2 separate regions of the Mus musculus genome follow, and region 2 is linked to region 1. A link is a contact called in public promoter capture Hi-C data. All regions are on one chromosome and are shown on one strand. The core of a region is the stretch at or near the end of the contact, and the rest is flanking DNA. Distances in the headings are between cores, read along the strand shown. Region 1 holds the start of Dhrs13os (dehydrogenase/reductase (SDR family) member 13, opposite strand). Region 2 holds the start of Rskr (ribosomal protein S6 kinase related).

Region 1 (6,610 bases), core at 2,609-5,108:
CAGCAACTACACATCATTATCTCCCCTCCTCCTCAGAATACCAAACATTATGAGCTGTTAAACTACAGTGAGCATGGGACAACGGTGGACAATGTGCTGTATTCATGTGACTTCTCTGAGAAGACCCCGCCAACCCCCCCAAGCAGTATTGTTGCCAAAGTACAGAGTGTCATCAGTAAGTTGGAGCAGAGGCCTGTGGCCACACAGCTAAGGCCCCCCGTCACCTTGGTTCTACCATGCTGTCAGTGACCTACAGTTTCTTGCCTTCCCAGTCCCCTTGGCCAAGCTCATTGATGGTGGGCCTGGAAAAAGCCACCGAAAATCAAGTGCTGAACACCCACATATGTATCAGACCTGGGCAGGGACTTGAGACTCCAGCCCCGTCTGAGCATCCTCAGCCCTGATCATGTAGCATAGAATGGGGAGACGCAGGGGGCCAGTACTGCCAGTCACCCCAGACAGGTCAGCCATTCACTCTTCCCCTCCTATGATCATGCCCCTTTTTCCCAGGGCGCCGCCGACACCAGAAACAGGATGAAGAGCCAAGTGAGGAGGCAGCCATGATGAGTTCCCAGGCCCAGGGGCCACAGCGGAGACCCTGCAATTGCAAAGCCAGCAGCTCAAGCTTGATTGGGGGCAGTGGGGCCGGCTGGGAGGGCACAGCCTTACTCCACCATGGCAGCTACATCAAGCTGGGCTGCCTGCAGTTTGTCTTCAGCATCACTGAGTTTGCGACCAAACAGCCCAAAGGCGATGCCAGCCTGCTGCAGGATGGGGTCTTGGCTGAGAAACTCTCTCTCAAGCCCCATCAGGGCCCTGTGCTGCGCTCCAACTCCGTTCCCTAGGCCATTGGCCTGGACGCCCACCCAAGACTCCTGCAATGCAAAAATGTACACGAACCAAGCCTGGGTGTTTTCTATACCAGAAACCCTCAACTACAATCTTTGCATGAAATGAAGAAAACCTTTTGACTGTTTTTTAAGACTTTTTTTCTTTTCTCAAGTTCTAGGGGGCATTTGCACATATATTTGTACTCAACATTTCATGGGAAAGCGGCAGATCCGCGCTGAGGAGCAGCGAGGGCAGGGACAGGAGGCCCTGGTCTGGACACTTCCTCCAGCACAATCCCTTCCCCCGCCTCCTGCTCCTCCCCCTCGACCGCCTGCCCACTGTTGTAAAATAATCAGAAACTTGTTCTATTTTGTGGCAGTGACAATAGTTTTATATTAAAAGAAAAAAATACAGTTTTCATACAGCAAAATCTATACAATATCATTGTTTTATTTAATATAAAGATCGCTACCCACTCCTTTCCATGGTTCCCACCCTACAAGGACTTCCCCTCTCTGCAGCAGTTGCACTACAGGTAGCTACTGTGTATATGGACAAATGAGAAATGAATCCTTTTTTCTGGCTGTCCATCTATTTTATTTCAAATAAGGAAAAGTGTATTTGGATTTTGTGTAAATACATCTAGTGATGGCATTTTTTCAATGTTTTTAAAAGCTGTGTACAGTACATGTGGTAGAGTGTTTCTCAAATTGTCTATTGTAGCAAAGGCGTTTTTGTCGTAAACCTGTTCTGTGTCCTTTTTTGTTCTTACCACTTCTCTTCCTCCTCACCCCAGATACTTCCTCTTCCCCACAACCAATGTACATAGTAATTGTAATGTTTTAGACTTGACAGAAACTTTCCTGTATTCTGTATATAAAAACCAAAAATACTTCAAATTATGTTTTCTGCCTGTCTGTCCTCCCTGTCATGCTTAGAAGGGGAAGTGTCCTGGATCTCACTTTTCACACCCTTTGTACAAGTGTCAGTCTCAGGTAGTCTCCAGGGAAGCTTGGTGGAGAAGGCAGATGTTAGTGAAGGGAGCCTAAGCTCTGAGAGGGAACTGGAAAGGAGTGCTTGCCTTTGGAGGGCTGCTGTTTCCCTAGGGAGCCCTAATACAGTAACATCTCTCTAGACCAATGGTTCTCAACAGTCCTGATGCTGTGACCCTTTTATACAGTCTGTCGTGTGGTGACCACCTACCCTAAAAGTATTTCAGTGCTACATCATAACTTTAATTTTGCTACTGTTGCAAATTATAAATGTCTGACACAGGATATCTGAGATGCAACTCCTGTGAAGGGGTCCTTCGACTCTTGGTAAGGAGGTGACCCAGGTTAAAGACTGCTGCTCTAGCCTGTGCGGCTCTTGGTGTAACTTGAATAACTTCTGCTGTTCTCATCAGGAAATACCCTGCTGTGTTACCCTAATTCTAATTTCCTGGGCATCCTGCTAGCTTCCTGGAGATGGCTTATTCAGGAAGTTCTTCCTGAGAACAGTCCCCTAGAAAAATCTGTGTTCTGGCACTATTCTAACTAGTACCTATTCATATATTCAAGTCTGTTGATAGGGCTAGAAGACGAGCTTTACATCCACAGCGTCTATAGTTGTGCTCCAAGAACACAGTGCAGTATTAAATAGGGAATTCCCTGGTCTCAGAAATCTGACCCTGACTCCCACATATAGTTGTATTCTTGTCCCTGCCACTCTGCTTCCACTTCAGGAAGGACTTCTTAAACCTCCAAAGGCAGAAAGGAACTACCTGTCCTTCACTGTCCTAGGCAAGGTCCTGCTTGGAATGCCCACATCCCTAGCTGTCCCTGCCCAGCTTACCCTCAGTCACTGTTTCCAGAGTAATGGAGTGTCTACCTACCTAGTCTTGCTACCTGTGAACCGTTCTAGAAACAAATTACCGCCTTTTCGAAAGCAGAGGTCATGGAGTAACAACCATGTAATACCCACTGTTTCGGAGTTTGAGGAAGGAGGATCTCAAATTTAAGGCCACCATGGGCCTAGGGAAACCACCTCCAAAATCGACAGGGAAAGGGGTGGGGTCACAAAGTTAGGAAATCACATGGTTGAATCCTGACAACCCTGTCAGTGCCAGCATAAGAAGCCTCATGCCTCTGGCCTGTAACGGGAAATGTCCTAGAAGAGCAGCGGAGGGCTGGATAATGAAAGAATGAGAAAAGAGTCGCTTCATTGAGGAAAAGGCATCCAGGACTCGACTCCAGACACACGAGCCCATTCATGTACACAGGACTCCAGACTGAGAGACTGCTACATACTCACACCTAGAGTAAACAGAGATGTTCATTCAGTCACACGCGTTGGTGGAGACTACAGATGCATGCACAGCCTGGAGGACTCCCGCGATGGGCACAGACACCTACGCAGTGCTCTCACCGCCGGCGCCCGCCCAGAATCCAGAAGCACGCCCAAAGCCTGAGCGGAGATCTCAGGGCCCTAGGCATGCACACACCCACCCGTCCCTCAGGCAGATGTTTCCGGGTACTTACCGAGCACGCGTTCCCGGGAGTTCGCAAGCCTAGAGGGCGCTCCCAGGACTCCAAGGTGTTTCTCCTAGGCACGCCGCCAGGGCACGCAGGCGCACGCCTAGGGGGCGCTCGCAGGGGCCACGCGTGCGCGCACACCCCTGCCCAGCCTGCCGCCGCCCTCGCGAGGCCGAGGCGGGAGCGACGAGGCCCGGGCGGGAATCGGGAGCACTGCCGGCATGGAGATGCTGCTGCTGGGCGCCGGGCTGCTGCTGGGCGCCTACGTGCTTGTCTACTACAACCTGGTGAAGGCCCCGTCGTGCGGCGGCATCGGCAGCCTTCGGGGCCGCACGGTCGTGGTCACTGGTGAGTGCGCGCGAGCGGGCGGCGGGGAGGCCGGGCGGGTGGCCGCGGCCCGACCGGCTGAGCTGGCTCCCACCCGCCGCCCGCAGGCGCCAATAGCGGCATCGGAAAGATGACAGCGCTGGAGCTGGCGCGCCGGGGAGCGCGCGTGGTGCTGGCCTGCCGCAGCCGGGAGCGCGGGGAAGCGGCCGCTTTCGACCTCCGTCAGGTGAGACCATAGGGGAATGCGGGAGGCGGGTGAGCCCGGGACGCGGAGGGCGGAGCAGAGCGACGGAGGAATCAAGATCTGAGAGGAGAGAGCCTCACTATCCCTTAAACAGAGAGGAAGATGCAGGGACTGCTGTGGTCTTTAATCTTGAGAGCTTTAAGAATCAGAGTTAATGAAGTCAGGTGTGGTCCCAGCACCGGGCTGCGAGCTCAAGGCCAGCCTTGGCAAAGGCGACAAAGAAGGAAGGGTTAGGATAATGAAGAGATGCAGAAAGAACAGCAGGTGCAAATGCCCTGAGACTAGAGAGTCTAATTGGAGAGACAGGGGGCGGGAGATGAAGCAAGGAATAAAAGGAATGTCCTGAAGTGGTTCTGAGCCACAGCCAGCTTCTGAAGGCCCTTCCAAATACCATCGAGTTGAAGACAGCTGAGCAGAGAAGACACTTCAGTAGGCTCTGGACCATCCTGATGGCTTTTTCAGATGAATTTCTTAGAACTGTGCGGTGTCTAGACTGCAGAGGACAGGAGTGAGAGGGTCACATACCTTTAATCCTAGCACTTGAGAGGCAGAGACAGGTAGATTTCTGTGAGTTGAAGACCAGCTTGGGCTACATCCTAAGACTCTGTCTCAAAATAAACAAGCAAACAAATAAAATAAATTTTTTTTAAAAAGGTGTGTAAGAGAAGACCACAGTCTCTTAGGAAAAGTTTGTTACAGCAGGACATGCTGGTGCACACCTGTAATTCCAGCCCTGAAGAGGCTGAGGAAGGGAGATCATGAGTTCCAAGGCAGTCTGAGCTACGTAGCAAGATGCTGTCTACAACAGGTGAAAGGCTGTAATTGATTTTTATGGTAAATGATAATAAAAACAAGGGATGTTAATGGCAAATACCTGCACGCTGCTGACTGGGTATTTAATATATATTAACTCTAGCTCAGGCAGGCCTTGAACTGGTGACAAAAGGGTAGCTAGGATAACCAATGTGTGCCACCACACCAGACATACATGTATTTTATCTGATTTAACTCTCCCAGCTTTTTTTTCCAGTAGAAAGTATTATTATTGCTGTTAATATTATTACTATCCTCTCATTTTTCAGTAAGAGAACAGAGGCCCAAAAGATATTCAGTATCACGTCTGAAGTCACACTCTAGTTAGGGGCAAAGTCAAGATTTGAATCCACACACCCATTACACGCTGATGCATAGAGGCAGGTTTTAGTCATAGGTGGGTAGACTCTCAGAAGCCTGGAAAGAGGGAGGAGAAGGGAGATACCCAGTAACAATCCTAGCCCTTGCTGCTCCACAGGAAAGTGGAAACAATGAGGTCATCTTCATGGCCTTGGACTTGGCCAGTCTGGCCTCCGTGCAGGCCTTTGCCACAGCCTTCTTAAGCTCTGAGCCAAGGCTGGACGTCCTCATCCACAATGCAGGTGAGGAGTAGCAGGCCCTGTGGGAGGGCGGCGGGGAGCCTGGAGAGGCAGACCCTCCAGCAGACACATCTCACAAGTGGGGATTCTAAGACCTGTGGGACACCTATGACAGCACCTCATGCCTAGCTTCTGCTCTAGGGATCAGCTCCTGTGGCCGGACTCGGGAAACCTTTAACCTGCTGTTGCGAGTGAACCATGTTGGCCCTTTTCTGCTGACGCACTTGTTGCTACCCCGCCTGAGGTCATGTGCCCCCAGCCGTGTGGTAATAGTGTCATCGGCTGCCCACCGACGTGGTCGTCTCGACTTCACACGTCTGGACTGCCCAGTGGTGGGCTGGCAGCAGGAGCTTCGGGCGTACGCTGACAGCAAACTAGCCAACGTGCTGTTTGCCCGGGAGCTTGCCACCCAGCTTGAGGGCACTGGTGTTACCTGCTATGCGGCCCACCCAGGTGAGGCCTGACTGACGGCTCTTCCTTACTTCTCTAGCATCTTTGTATGTTACTATGTGCCTCCATACCCCCAGTCTCCTATTGAGTCACAGAATGGAAACATGGTCAAAGGGAAACCTGTTCCTTGCTGATCTTGGGAGCAGACTTTCTTCTCATCTGTTTTCTTCCTTGCTCACCTTCACGCTTGGATGCTGACCACTGGCTTGGGGATAAAACAAGATCCTGATGATAATATAGAGGGCTGCGGCTGCAGCTGATAGGTAGAACACATGTCCTAGTATAGGCCAAACCCTGAGCTTCTGCTCTTTGGTTTAGGATGTTTGGTTGGTTGGTTGTTTGGTTGATTTGGTTTTGAGACAGGATCTCACTGTGTAGACTAAGCTGGCCTGGAGTTTGCTTTGTAGGCAAGGCTGGCCTCAAACATCCAAAGACCTGCCTGCTTCTGTCTCCAGAGTGCTGGGATCAAAGGTATGGAACATCATTCCTGGCTTAGTTTAGTGTGTGTGTGTGTGTGTGTGTGTGTGTGTATGTGTATGTGTTAGTTTTCTCTGCATGGCTATATACTGTAGTGGTGGCAGTGCCCACAGACGTAAGATTCTCCTAGCACTGGTGTTACGGATGGTTGTGACCTTCCTTCCATGTGGGTGCTAAGAACCAACCTAGGGGCTGGAGAGATGGCTCAGCGGTTAAGAGCACTGACTGCTCTTCCAGAGGTCCTGAGTTCAGTTCCCAGTAGCCACATGGTGGCTCACAACCATCTGTAATGGGGTCTGATGCCCTCTTCTGGTGTGTTTGAAAATAGCTACAGTGCACTCATATGAATAAAAAAA
Region 2 (6,610 bases), core at 1,439-3,938, 260 kb after region 1:
GCTTTTTCACAGGAATACCAGTTGTAAAGCCTCGGCAGCTGATAGCAACAGATGATGCAGTACCACTGGGCTCCGGGAAGGGCGTGGCACAGGGCTTGACCAGGAGTTCTGGAGTCAGAAGATCATTTCGCAAATTACCTGAGGTATGGCATATGAAAATCAGAGAACCTAAATGTGGTGGTCCACTATAATTTCAACACTTGAGGACAGGAGCTGGAAGATAAGTCCAAGGGCAGCTTGGACTGTATGAGATCCTATCTCAAAAAAGGCAAAAGAAGCCTAGCATGGGGGCACACACCTTTAATCTCAGCACTTGGGAAGCAGAGGCAGGCCAGGAATGATATACAAAGAAACCCTGTTGCTACCAAAACAAAACAACAAAAAGCAAAAGAAACAAAAAGGTAGGGGCTGGTGAGATGGCTCAGTGGGTAAGAGCACCCGACTGCTCTTCCGAAGGTCCAGAGTTCAAATCCCAGCAACCACATGGTGGCTCACAACCATCCGTAGCGAGATCTGACTCCCTCTTCTGGAGTGTCTGAAGACAGCTACAATGTACTTCCATATAATAAATAAATAAATCTTAAAAAAAAAAACAAAAAAAGAAACAAAAAGGTAAAAACATTTTAGTATGTTTAGATTTTTTAAATGGGTATTAATAGTTTCTGTGGACCTGGGTGGGTGTTGTTCCTTTGGTCTTAAGTCTTCTCCAGGACTGAGAGTGGAGTAATTTAGCATCTTGGGTTGCTCTGGTGGTTTTAGGGCTTATGCTCCTTTTCTGTCTTTCCCAGCACCCAGTTGATGATATTGACAAGATGAAAGAGCGAGCTGCCATGAACAACTCCTTCATATATATAAAAATCCCACAAGTTCCACTGTGTGTCAGTTATAAGGTATATTCCATCCCAGCACTTAGAGTAGGAAGGGGACTAAAGATTATAGACAGGGTGACAGTTGGGCTTCCTGTGAAAGTGGGCCATGGGTGACAAACCTGTCCTGCTTTCTGCAGGAGTCAGCCCCATCACCAGAATGGGAGGGAATTCAAATATGTCGGTTGCTGTTGTAGGAATTCTACTCAGAGTTCTGGCTTAGATTCAAAATGGCAGCTCTTTTCCCTCTTTCTCTTCCTGTTGCAGGGTGAGAAGAACAGTGTGGACTGGGGCGACCTTAACTTGGTGCTACCCTGTCTGGAGTACCACAACAACACGTGGACATGGCTGGACTTTGCCATGGCTGTCAAAAGGGACAGCCGAAAAGCTCTGGTTGCCCAGGTATCTCGCCAGGGCTCATGGCTGTTTCGTTAGCAGGGACTGGCAAGCACATTGCCTTTTTAAGAGCCTTCTCTTCTGTGCTGTATTAAGAGATGGCCAGGAAAGGGGCAGATAATGACTGATCTGTCCTTGTTTGTCCATGCCTTTGCCCTGGTATGCTAGTGACTCATTAATTTTGAGGGAATTAAGGGCTTCTACAACATCAGCTTTATGATGGTTCTGATTAGATTGTAAGCTTCTTACAAGCAGACTATTATCTATATACTTTGAAGTGCCCTTTTGTGTTTACATATAAGCTTAATAAATCTTTGAATTGGTTCACTTTAAATTGTACACCCCGTTTCACTAATTTTTCCTTTCCTTTTATTCCTTTCCACTGCCAGGTAATCAAAGAAAAACTAAGGCTGAAACCTGCAACGGGGTCTGAGGTCCGGGGAAAGCTAGAAACAAAGTGTGACCTGAACATGCAACAGCAGGAAGAAGAGAAAGCTCGGCTCCTCATTGGTTTAAGTGTGGGCGACAAGAACCCTGGCAAGAAGTCCATCTTCGGCAGGCGCAAGTGATGTGGAGACCCAAGTGACTACAGTATAGAATTGACTCTGGCTCAGGATCCAGGGACTTGAGGGTGGGCAGAGCTTCCCTTCATCCTGCAGGATTTGTGGGGCATATGGGAACTGAGAGACATTGTTCAACAGCTGGCCTGTCCCTGCAGGGCATGGTGGACAAAGCGCTGGGTTCCCTCTCATGGGATTAGACCCAGGGCCACAGGGGCAAGAAAACCAGAAGACCCAGGGATTGTGTCCAAGCCTAGTATCCTGCTCTTTCGGGGCAACAGAAAGGGTTGGGGGATAGTTTTGATCAAGTATGATAAATTTTTATAAAGATATATATATATAAAACATATATATATATTTCTAAATGTAATTGCTCTCCCTTTGTGCCAATAAGCTAAGGGAAGGAGTCTGATCCTCTGTGCCTCACTCCACTGCCTTGTTGTCTAAGAGGTGTTGGGTTTGGGGGATAAACTTCCCAGTCTGTGCTCACTTGGGAGGATGGCATTAGGAGCCAGGGCTGGCCATGGGTACCTTACTTTCCTCCCTGGGGTATGCCCAGGAGAATGGAGAAAAAAGAGATTTAAAGAAAAAATATTTTAAATTTGATGTTGGCCTTTTTTAATTGTATTGAGTAAAAGCGTTCAAGTTGTCTGTGTCCTTCCCTCCTCACTAACCCAACACATTTTTTAACTGCCCCAGTAATGACTGGTCTTGTCTTTCTCCTCTGCCTTGAAGTCTTACCACAATCACATATACTTCCCAGTTTGGGTATGATGCTGACCTAAAGCTGATGGGTCTGTGTACACTGGAAGAGGTGGGGCTCATGGGTAATGCAGCATCAGAGGGAGGAATTGCTTATGTAACTTGGACAACAGATTTAGCAGCGCGAAAAGAGGCAGAGGCTGGAAATGGGAGCAGTAAGCTGTCGGCAGGGACAACACACCCGGGTGTCTGCTCCTCAGAAGGTAGGGTATGGGGCTCTGGTATAGGCTCTGGCTGCCTATGGGAGGGAAATGAAAGATGTAGGGGCCTGAGGCTAGAAAGTGCCCAGTTAGGAGACTGTCACTGATATCCATTGTTGGGGTGGGCATAAAGGCTATAGAACTCACTTATGCACAGGTTGTATTCCTGTTTTGTTGTGAAAACATAAACCTGTTATTGTCATGGAGATTTTGAATTAAGTCAAGGAAATTTAGGTCACATCACAAAGCCTGGGAATTTTCCTTCCCTCTAGATAAGTGGTTGTCAGCATGTGTGTTGTGACTCCTTTCACACGGGTTACATTAGATATCCTGCATATCAGGTACTTATACTGCAGTTATGAAGTAACAGTTTTATGGTTGGGGGTCACCACAGCATTGGTTAAGACTAGAGGAAGGGGTGCCTGTTAAGATGGGCAGAACCTGCAGTGCTTCATGAGCAGGCTTAGAATGGCTCCCTTCTCAGCAGGGTGACAACATCCAGGGTCACTGGGTCCAAGGCTGGAAGAGCCTCTGGTGTGGTATGGGGACCATCAGGTCAGGTCTGGAAGAACTATGGGGACTACAGAGGCATCAGTGCCTACATCAGGAGCTGCTCCAGCCAGCCCCACTGCTACTAGAGAAGCCTCAGTCTGAGTGGCCAGTGCCTCAGTTCATCAGCCTCTTTCTACCAGAGTTTCCCGTGAGGCCTGTTAGGGAGCAGCAGGAGCTGAAGGTAGGTCACCATAGCCCCTGGGAAGTGTCTGTTTTAGGGAGGAATCTACAAACAACCAGTCTCAGTTTCCCTCTTCTTTGTTCAGATTTTAGGCCTTGTGGCTAAAGGTTCGTTTGGAACTGTCCTGAAAGTGCTAGATTGTGCCCAGAAAGCTGTATTTGCAGTGAAGGTAGGAAGTCAAGCGATGTAGCTTACTCAGTAGATCCTGTTTACAATCTTTAGTTCCAGAGATTAGGGGGAACAAGTTAAAATAGCATGATTTTCATGAGTTACCATGCCTCTACACTTATAGGTGGTGCCCAAAGTAAAAGTTCTACAGCGGGATACGCTGAGGCAGTGCAAAGAAGAGGTTAGCATCCAGGTATGCAGAGTTCTGAAAGCATGGCTGGAGACCTGAATTTGTTGGAGAAAGTACCTTTTTCCAACTTACCTGGTTTTCTTGGGTCTACCTTCCCTGTATGTGTCCGTCCTGGAGTAGATAGCACCAAAGTAAATCCTGAGAAAAGTAGTTATTAGCTGAGGACAAGCTCCAAGTTCTGCCAGGGGACTCTACAGTGTATCGTGGTGTGCTCCTAAGCAGTGTGCTGGCTCCAAGGTTTTCCAAGAGTCCTAAATGAGTTCTGAATCAGAAGGTGAAGCAGCAGTTCACTTCTACACAAGGCAACATGTGATTTCTTAGCTGCCTTTATCATCAAGAAGCTTGTTTTCCTAACTTGCTGTTTTCTTTGTCCATAGCGACAGATCAACCATCCTTTTGTACACAGTTTGGGGGACAGCTGGCAGGGGAAACAACACCTCTTTATTAGTGAGTGACTGAGCTTTGTCTTCACCCCCAAAGATCCATATACTGCCCTCCCCACCTGACATTATTCTGCCTTTGTTTGGCTCCACTCCTCATAACATTTCTATATTCCAAAAGAGGGAAACAGATGGTGGCATTAGTTTGGGCAGGAGGTCCATAATGCCTTGAGCCTAGGCATTATGTATAGACCTCAGTATTGCCTAGACTTGTGTTACTTTGCAGTGTGTAGCTACTGCAGCATGGATCTCTACTCCCTGTGGTCTACTGTTGGTTGGTTTCCAGAGGATTCTATCCGTCTCTTTGCAGCTGAACTGGTCCTTGTACTGTGTAAGTGCAAATGTGGTAAAGGAAATAAAAAGGGGGAAATTAAGTTAGTGGGGAGGAGAAACAGAATTAATATTTAATTTTGGAAGTCAGGATAGAGGAGAGATAGGGGCTACAAAGAAACTGGCAGACACACCCATGCCCACTGTTCTCCACAGGCTATCTCCACGACTTGGGTATCATCCACCGTGATGTAAAGGTAGAGTTAAGTCTTTTCTCTTAAGTTGAGCAAGGATCTCAAGAAGTTTCCACAGATCTGAGAAGGCAGTAGGAAGCAGAGACGGTTATTTGGGTTCCTATGGATGCGAAGGATTTGGGTGTGGGTCCTCCAAGTATAGGCTTGAGTGCTGAGTAGACTACCTTCTCCAGCTAGCAGCTCTACGGGAAAGAATGCCAGGTGTGGTCATACATGTCTATTCCCCAGCACTGTTGGGAGGCAGGAGGAGTGCCATATGTGAGGCTGGTATATAAAATTCCCAGCTGGCCTGAGCTACACAGTAACACCCTATGTCAAAAATAACAACAATGAAAAACCAAATCAGAGCCAAAGGAAAAAGTAAGATAATGTCCTCTTGCCCATGATTTCAGATGGAGAATATCCTGCTGGATGAACGAGGTATGTCTTTTCCTTCTTTAGCCCCAGGACAAGTGGTACCTCTTAAAAAACAAAACCAAAGTGAAACAAAAAACAAACAAACAAACATGGGTTGAACATAGTTTCCTTACTTCGTAGGCCATCTGAAAGTGACAGACTTTGGTCTGTCTCGCCACCTATCCCAGGGAGCACGAGCCTACACTATCTGCGGCACTCTTCAATACATGGGTGAGAGAGAAGCTAAAGTTGGTAGGGAAGGTGACTTAAGGATGTGAGTGACAGCCCGGTGTGGTGGCGCACGCCTTTAATCCCAGCACTAGGGAGGCAGAAGCAGGCAGATTTCTGAGTTCCAGGCCAGCCTGGTCTACAAAGTGAGTTTCAGGACAGCCAGGGCTATACAGAGAAACCCTGTCTCAAAAAAACAAAAACAAAAAATAAATAAATGAATGAAAAGATGTGAGTGACAAGTACCTTTCGTGCCACAGCCCCAGAGGTCCTGAGTGGTGGGCCTTACAACCACACTGCTGACTGGTGGTCCCTGGGTGTGTTGCTTTTCTCTCTGGCAACTGGTAAGGTGAGAGAATGGTTAGTGGTGTTGAACAGGGAAGAGAGTTTTGCTTTGTGGTGGAAAAAGACCTTAGAAAGCCTTGCCTTCCCACCCTTTAACTCAGTTTCCAGTGGCTGCAGAGAGAGATCATGTGGCTATGTTGGCAAGTGTGGCCCACTGTGAATCTGAGATCCCAGCGTCTATTAATCAGGAGCTCTCACTCCTGCTCCATGAGGTAAGCATACACTATCTTCCTTTTTGACTCCCAAACTATCCATCATCTTTTCATTGAAGTGCTGTTTCCCACCCACCCCCCTTTTGGATGGGGATTGAGATGGCTGACTCACCATTTCCCCTCTAACTGTTACTGTGGATTTCATTCCTGAGCTTCTGACACCCTAAATCCTCAGGCAGGACAGACAGGTCGTCCTTTTGAAGAGCACAGGCCAGTGCTGCCTTATCATCTGAAAATCCAAAGCCATTTCCTTTTTCTTCACCAGCCCTCCCAATCTCCAATCACCATGCTTCTCTTTTACAAATCTATGCTTCAGGACTTGCCTGCCCTCCGCAGCTCCATGAACGATTTGTTCCTTTGGCATCATCTCTGTTCAGTCTCTTTCTTATCCCAGTCTCAAACAACTTTGTTTTCTTTCAGCTCTTATGCCAGAACCCTCTGCATCGTCTACGATACCTGCATCACTTCCAGGTCCACCCGTTCTTTCGGGGTGTAGCCTTTGACCCTGAGCTCCTACAGAAGCAGCCAGTGAACTTTGTCATGGAGAAACAAGATACCTGGCCTAGTCCACTGGAGTCCATGTCCTTCGA

Evidence for each region. Capture Hi-C pulls out chosen DNA fragments and counts their contacts.
Region 2: a promoter capture Hi-C map of adipose tissue shows a contact between it and region 1. The contact joins the promoter of Rskr here to the promoter of Dhrs13os in region 1. A contact is called at or near these places in 11 of 39 promoter capture datasets (the C10 cell line, cranial neural crest, embryonic stem cells and 6 more), 5 of 484 Hi-C or Micro-C datasets (embryonic stem cells and nephron progenitors) and 4 of 9 other capture datasets (adipose tissue, embryonic stem cells, liver and 1 more).

Annotation. Positions count from the first base shown.
Region 1 is chr11:78,028,807-78,035,416 of GRCm38.p6, forward strand. Dhrs13os (dehydrogenase/reductase (SDR family) member 13, opposite strand) reads right to left here and starts at 3,859. Exons shown (of 2, transcript NR_152257.1): 1 at 3,351-3,859; 2 at 1,200-3,125. Dhrs13 (dehydrogenase/reductase (SDR family) member 13) reads left to right here and starts at 3,507. Exons shown (of 5, transcript NM_183286.2): 1 at 3,507-3,692; 2 at 3,779-3,897; 3 at 5,207-5,330; 4 at 5,469-5,780. The coding sequence starts at 3,566. It overlaps Phf12 (PHD finger protein 12), which reads left to right. Exons shown (of 15, transcript NM_174852.3): 14 at 37-175; 15 at 511-1,730. The coding sequence ends at 845.
Region 2 is chr11:78,288,153-78,294,762 of GRCm38.p6, forward strand. It overlaps Rskr (ribosomal protein S6 kinase related), which reads left to right and starts at 2,689. Exons shown (of 12, transcript NM_001287206.1): 1 at 2,689-2,787; 2 at 3,272-3,517; 3 at 3,603-3,686; 4 at 3,810-3,878; 5 at 4,253-4,322; 6 at 4,542-4,646; 7 at 4,802-4,842; 8 at 5,232-5,259; 9 at 5,377-5,466; 10 at 5,724-5,812; 11 at 5,910-6,020; 12 at 6,441-6,610. The coding sequence starts at 2,731. It overlaps 2610507B11Rik (RIKEN cDNA 2610507B11 gene), which reads left to right. Exons shown (of 39, transcript NM_001002004.2): 36 at 13-143; 37 at 789-890; 38 at 1,134-1,268; 39 at 1,652-2,473. The coding sequence ends at 1,831. It overlaps Gm3948 (predicted gene 3948), which reads right to left. Exons shown (of 4, transcript NR_166889.1): 3 at 5,710-5,804; 4 at 4,691-5,021.